Linked DNA regions of Oryctolagus cuniculus: region 1 is linked to region 2. Evidence: chromatin contacts called from public Micro-C data. All regions are on one chromosome and are shown on one strand. Each heading gives the region's core, a stretch centred on a gene start, on an enhancer-like site or on the middle of the called end of the contact. The rest is flanking DNA. Distances are from core to core; before and after follow the strand shown. Region 1 holds the start of EXOC4 (exocyst complex component 4). Region 2 holds the start of CHCHD3 (coiled-coil-helix-coiled-coil-helix domain containing 3).

Region 1 (3,438 bases), core at 534-3,033, 180 kb after region 2:
AGCGGAAGTTGGCCCAAGTGCTTGGGCCCCGGCCCCGGCATGGGAGACCTCGAGGAAACTACTGGCTCCTGGCTTTGGATTGGCCCAGCTTTGGCTGTTGTGGACATTTGGAGACTGAACCAGCAGATGGAAGACTTTTCTGTCTTTTCCTCTCTCTCTCTCTAACTCTACTTCTCAAATAAAATAAATCAAATCTTAAAAATTTTTTTAAAAGGTCATTGAATTATTATAGGGAGTGAGAGTTTTGCCATATTAATATTGTTTTGGCGTGGGAAGTTCTTCCATTCTTTAATTTCTTTGTCATATTTTGTAGTTTTCATTGTACAAGTTTTTCATCTCCCTTTAAATATTTTTCTAAGCATTAATTTGCTTTTTAGATCTTTTATTGGTAATATATAGAAACATCAATGAATTTTGATTATTATTTTGTTTCTGCAACCTTGCTGAAATCTTTTTAGTTGTAGTGTTTTTTGTGTGTATTCTTTAAGACAGTCTGTGTATAAGATCTTGTTATCTAAGAATAGAGATAATTTTACTACTTCCTTTCCAATTTGAGTGCACTTTACAATTTTTCTTACCTAATTGCTTGGGCTCTAACTTCTAGTACTCATTGAATCAACGTGACAAAAGTGGACTTTTTTGTCTTGTTCCTGATTCTAATGTAAAAGCTTCCGTTTTCATTACTGAGTACAATGTTCACTGTGGGTTTTTAATAACTTCCCTTTGTAGTTTTTTTTAAGAAGTTGCATTCTATTCCTAGTTTTATGAATGTTTTCACTTTGAAATGGTGTTGGATTTTGACAAAAGTTATTTTTTTGCGCATCAACTGACATGATCATGTACTTTTTTGTTTTTTTTTTCATACAATCTGCTTAGGAAATTAATAGGCTTAAGTGAGTTCTATTTCTCTAGTCTGCTGTTTGCACTTAAACCATAAAAGCCTTTCATTAAGTTTTACCAAAAAACTTACATTAAGAGCCATTAAAATTGTGATTCTAGTGGCTACATGAATGTTCCATAATTTATTTAATATCTGTGCTGTTTCAAACACTTCCACCTCTCTGCCTCTTTAGAAGTCTTTAGTATCAGAGTTACTGAGCTGAAGTGTATGAATACACACACGGGCTCCAGCTAATTTTTCTTTTAGTGATGGAAGAGAGAGTGAGCTGGTTCACTCCCCACGTGGCTGCACCTGCGGCTGAGCCTGGCAGAAGCCAGGATCAGGGAGAACCGCTCCCAGCTGCCCGGGGTTCACGGTCTGCGATTGCGTCTCCCCAACGCCAGGATCTGAGCCGGCCGGAATATTCTGAATATTCGCTTGCATGTCCCTGCATGTGTTTTTTTAGGATTTTCAGGATATACAGAAACATTGGGAAAAACTGACACATAAAACGAACGTAGAAACAGTCTGACTATTAAAGAAAAGCATGTCCATATTCTTAATTGGATTTACCGTAAAAGCATGCACATCACGCATCAAGCATAAATGCGCTCCGTTTAAACACACACCGCATACCTACACGTTGGCGTCATCAGATCAATTATAAGCCCCAAACCATTCTTAAAGCGAGCGACCCGAAAACACGCCCAGGAACCGGGAGGAAAACTACTGTTCCCGAGAGCGTAGCGGGAACACGCGCGGGGCGGCCTCCAAACTTGTGGCCTCGGTCCCGCCTCCTCCTTCCAGCGATTGGACCCCCTACTTCCGTGCTCCGGAATTCTGTTCTTCCATTGGTGAGACCGCCACTTCCGTGTCTGGACTGCTCTTCTCCCATTGGTGGGGACTCCAGCGGGGGTCACATGCCGCCTTGACGTTCGCCGGCTCTTGGAGCCCACCGGCTTGCCCCGTACCAAGATGGCGGCGGACGCAGCTGCTGGGAAGTACAGAAGCACTGTCAGCAAAAGCAAAGACCCCTCGGGGCTGCTCATCTCTGTGATCAGGTGAGGGAGGCCGGAGGCAGGGTCAGGGGACGGGAGCAGCGGCTCGATCTCCGCTTTGGAGGGGAGAAGGGTCAGCTGGGTCCCGCCCTGCCGACCCTTCCTCTCCGCCTCGCCTCCCCAGGCCCCGGTGGTCCCACCTTTCTCTCCCGGGTTGGGCTCTGAGGGAGGAGCCCCACCTCACAGCCTCATCTGTAAGGGCAGATGCCTCTGGCCAGGGCCCCCGGGGCCTGCCCCACGCGCCGTTGGGGTTTGCCGGGGCGGAGCAGGTGAGGGGACGCGTGTGGAGCGCTCGCCCAGGAAGCGCCCGGGTCCTGGGCGTCCGTCCCGGGAAGCCGGGCACACACCTGTTTGTGATGTTCGCTTTGCCCCTTCCCGCCGCCCGGTCCCTGTGAATTCCTTAAAAGAACCGAAACGAAATAAATTTCGAGTCATCCCCCCTGCCCACCTCACCCGCGAGTGTTAGGGTGGAGTTGGGGTGGTGCACCTTGCGCGGGTTTTTCCCCTTTAAAAATAGAAGGAAATGGAAGGTGGCGGAACCTTGTGGAAACTGATAGGACCAATCTGAATAAAACGTATATGACACTCTTTTTACGCTGTCGGCGTTTGGATTTCAGTGCAGATATTTTTCATTAAAACAAACACCCCTCCCGTCTCTATGCCCCACCTGTGCCAAGTTTATGCCTTCTTGAGGGCTGCCCAAATATATTGATTTTTTTTTTAAACTCAGGGTCCAGCAGTATCTGGTAGGTACTAAGCTCTCGGGATGAACGAACCTTAAAGCAGCGCACCACTGGTGGGCCGATAACCGGTCTCTTGGATCTTACCAAGGGGACTGTAGATTCAGATCATAGCCTATTAAATCATTATTATCCGTATTCTGCCAGGGTTACGGGAATGCTTCTCGGTCTGGAAATACTTTGTGTATTTGTCGTGTCATACAAGGGAAATAGTCTTCTCTTGGTCCGCAGGCGCCATTCATGCTGTGACAAAACGCAGGGAGTGTAGATGTGTCTCAGAGGCACAAACCAGTAGGTAGAATATTTGTAGATTCCAGGCCTAATCCCCTGCGGGATTATAATACATGGCTTTATTTTCTTTCTTTTTGGACTTGCTTTAGGCAACATTCACTTAAACAACAGGTGTTTTGTGCCGTTTCTTTGTATGGTGCCTGGCACCTACGGCATACGTAGTAAATGCTTGTTGAATGAATAAGTGAGCACCCTGAGTTCTGCACACGATGTTCCCTTGAGAAAAAATATAGTCTACCTGTGCGTAACAGCAGAGGTACAGGGGGAGAGAGACGGAGGAGGAAGTGTGATGGCCTTTGAGGAGTGGTTGCTTCCAACGGAAATAGAGCAGAGATCAGGGAAGTTGGCAGCTAAACGCAAATGTAGCCACCTCGGAGAGCCGGAGCTTCTGTAGACTGTTTGCTATGTATCATGTCTTTCATATGTGTCATTTCTTTTCTGCTGTCAATTTTCTTCAATGGAAGTAAAT
Region 2 (3,710 bases), core at 989-3,488:
CCCAGTGAGCTTCAGTGCTGGCCGATGGCAGCCTTTAATAAAACCTACAGAGGGCCAGAAGCAAAGAACGTACCTCATCTTTCCAGCACAAGACAGAAGCAACCGTGTTCCCCTTTATGGACAGCAAATATGATCAGACACGTGCCTTGTCCAAGGTCACGGGCTAATAAATAGCTGACCCAAGATTTAAACTGAGGGCTGTTTAACTGTACGTTGGCACCCTTCTGACAATAACTTCAAAGCAATCAGAGTGACCTCTCAGTACTCAATGATTCCACCGCGTGTCATTTCCAGAGGAAACTGCACGGCGCTGAGGAAGGCCACAGGACACAGACAGTGGCACGAGGGTCACAGAATTTCAGACGACCAGAGATCTGAGATCCTGCCCCATCCTCTTACAGATAAGGAAACCGAAGTGCAGAGACCGCCAACCCGCCCTGCAGCAGAAGCACTTGACGCCACAGCAAACAGTGTAAGGGCATCTAGGTGAAGGGCGTGCTATGAAAAAAACACAGAGAGGTTGCAAGGAGCATGGCGTGAGCTCGAATTGAAGGAGCAAACATAAGACGTAATATCGGAGAAGGAAAAAGAAAAAACTGAAGAATGCACTCGTCAAGTTTTCTATCCAAGAAAGATACTTCTTCAAGTTCTGAAACGCAGATTTTTAGAGCACCTTTCCATTTCAGGAGAACACACATCCCCACTGCCACCTTCCTCCATCTTCATACTCGCTAGGCATCTCTGAGCTGTGGCCAGACTCGCCGCCAGTTCTGTCTGCTGTCCCCCTGTGTCTGTGTTAGAGTGACACACATTTTCCTAACTAAAATCTTCTCACCTAAAACTTATCTTGTGCTGCCTTTCCTCTTTCACCCTCAGAGGTGGAACACCCACAGCCTAAAGGCAAGATTTTTTTTTTAAATCTCTGCATAAAACTCAGAGTTTCCAGTCCTTTTTATTGTACTCCAAGGAGGAGCAACTAAACCACCAAGAACACAAGAATGCAGCCTCAGATGCTATATCGCAAAATGCAGCACTGTTGTTAATGAATCAAGAAACCTTGGTCACAGACCAAAAAGAGTTCAACACTGTGCGTATTTAGTAAGTTTTATTTCCCGGTAACACAACAGTAAATACATTCATTGAGACTGGTTGTGTGACAGGACAGCAGGGGAGGGAAAATACAAAGTATCTTAAGACACCCTGAAGTCCACATGGCTTTATTTCCCGGATGCAGGCTGGTCCTTGCAGCGGAGAGCGTGTTAAGTGAAGTGAGTGCTGGTGTGCTGACTCCCTGGAGCAAAGTCAAGTTTGAGTTCAGGCGCCAAGTACGTGGAGAGGGCGTAAGAGAACTCGCTATCACCTCTCAGAGCTCTGAAACCTCGCAGGCCTATCCCAGCCCGGGCCCGGCCGGCAGGCACCAGTCCCGGGAGCCACAGGTCACAGAGGCAGCGCCCGGGAAAGCGCAGAGACCGAGAGAACGGGAAGCGGCGGGGGCGGCGGAGGCGCGAGCCAGGGCAAGGGGTGGCCCCGGTGGGAGCGCGCTCAAGGAAGGACTGGAAGCCGAGGCAGGCGAGCCGGCGGCGGCAGCGCACCCGGGGAGGGAGCCTGTGCCCGCGGGAAAGCGGGCTGCGGGCCCCGAGCCAAGGGGAGTGACACCGGACCCGCTGCACAGACGGGGCCAGGGCGGCGAGGGGCAGCGAGGAAGCCCCCGAGACCGCCGAGCAGGGCAAGGCCAGCGGAGGGTCTCGGGGCACCCGGCGCGCCGCGGCCGCCCCGCACTGCACCCCTCACCCGGCCCAGGGCCTCTGCACGAACGCCCGGAGAAGTCAAACTCCCGCATCCTCCCCAAGGCCGGCTTCGGGCCGGTGAGGTGCAGGGAAGGCCTGGCTGGGGGTCCGAGCAGCGGGCAGCAGAGCGGGTCCAGGAAACGCAGGGCAGGGGTCCGAGCCGTGGGCCGCCCGCCCGCCGGAACTCACCCGGATGCCCTTCACCACGGTGATGTTCTCATTCTCGTCCGCCTCGAAGGTGACCCGGCGGGTGCTGGCGGTCCCGCCCATGGCTCCTGACCCCGCTCCTGCACGGATCCAGCACGGACCACGAGCGCTTCACAACTCCGCGCACACGCGCGCCAACGTGCCGGGACCCTTCCCGGGCTGCACGGGAGCAAGGCCACGACCCCAAGGAGCAAGGAGAAGGCGCCGGTCTGAGTTCCCGCCTCCTCCGGTCACGTGCCGAAACAGCTACACCTCCGATTGGTCAGAGCCGCGAAGGGCCCGCCTCCACTCGGCGGAGGGTGCTGGAATTGGCTGGCCTGGACCCGGATGCTATGGCAACAGGTGCTGTTTGACAAGTTTCCGGAGCTCCCGGGTGAAGTGGGAATTGTAGTCCCTATCGGGCACGAGGGGTGGTGGGACTCTCTTGCCTCGTCCCGGAGGACGCAAGGCATGCTGGGAGTTGTAGTCTTTCCCTCCAGAAGGGGTTGCTCTCTGGGCAGCTTGGAAGAAGTGCAATCATCGCTCAAGCATGCTTTGAAGACGTTATCCTGAAAACTCAGCAGAGTGAGGTCAAAGACGCAAGCTCGTTCTTAACGGATCTCAGGTTCATGGGGGAGATGCACAGCTTCCTGTAAATACAAATCCCTGAAGTAGAAGTTAGCAGCTCATTATTTTAGTCTGAGTCATTAAAAAAAATGCATTTTCCTGTATCCCCATTTCATAAACTATGTAGATGTTTGATTTCTTCTTGTAAAGTGAAAACTTAAATGCTGTCGTTATAAAATCTACAAATGAGAAAACACGAAAAGTACATTATACTCCGTATACGGAATTCGGTTTCCAAGTTTGTGTCTCCTTCCACTTCTGTTATATACCTTGGACCATAACACAGTTACGAAGAGAAGAATAGTATAAGTTAGTGGGACTATGGAAACCACAGCAGGCAAAGTTGAGAGAATCCATCTTGGAAAGTTTCTGGTTCACTAGAGTATTTCATTTCTACAAGACCAGTAAACAATTTTCAAGTTCCACCTACATCCTTACAATTTTTTTGCTTAACACTTTGCTCCACATTAGCCATACGACCCTAGTTCTTTTTTTAAGATTTATTTATTTATTTATTTGAAAGGCAAGAATTACAAAGAGGTAGAGGGAGAGAGCGAGAGTGAGAACGAGAGAGAGAGAGAGAGAGAAATGTCTTCCATGTGCTAGTTCACTCCCCAGATGGCTGCAATGGCCAGGGCTCAGCCAGACCAAAGCCAGGAGCCAGGAGCTTCTTCCAGGTCTCCCATGTGGGTGCAGGGGCCCAAGGACTTGGGTCACCTTCTGCTGCTTTCCCAGGCCCATCAGCAGGGAGCTGTTTGGAAGTGGACCAGCCAGGACTCAAACTAGCACCTGGTGTGGCACAGTGCTGGCCCCATGACCCTTGTCCTTACAAAAGTAATGAAAATATGCACTACCTTCAGGTGGCCGCTTTCAACATTATCAACAGCAGGCCATGACACCTTGTGTGTCAGACATCAACAATAATAATTTATCACTTATTCATTTTCTCTTTGTTTGAAAGGCAGAAGCAAAGACAGAGACAGAAAGATCTTCCATCCACTGGCTCACTCCCACTTGCCTGCAAAAGCCAGGGATGGGCTAGGCTCAGGCCAGGGGGCTGGAACTCAATTCAGGTCTCCCCTGTGGATGGCAGGGACCCAAGTACCCAAG

The links. A called contact is a pair of places that touch in the nucleus more often than the background predicts.
Region 1: a Micro-C map of ear pinna shows a contact between it and region 2, with 2.3 times the contacts expected there. The contact joins the promoter of EXOC4 here to the promoter of CHCHD3 in region 2. A contact is called at or near these places in 2 of 6 Hi-C or Micro-C datasets (ear pinna and an unstated tissue).

The regions. Positions count from the first base shown.
Region 1 is chr3:169,128,640-169,132,077 of mOryCun1.1, forward strand. EXOC4 (exocyst complex component 4) reads left to right here and starts at 1,784. Exons shown (of 18, transcript XM_070071324.1): 1 at 1,784-1,941. The coding sequence starts at 1,856.
Region 2 is chr3:168,944,753-168,948,462 of mOryCun1.1, forward strand. CHCHD3 (coiled-coil-helix-coiled-coil-helix domain containing 3) reads right to left here and starts at 2,239. Exons shown (of 8, transcript XM_008258130.3): 1 at 1,977-2,239. The coding sequence starts at 2,057.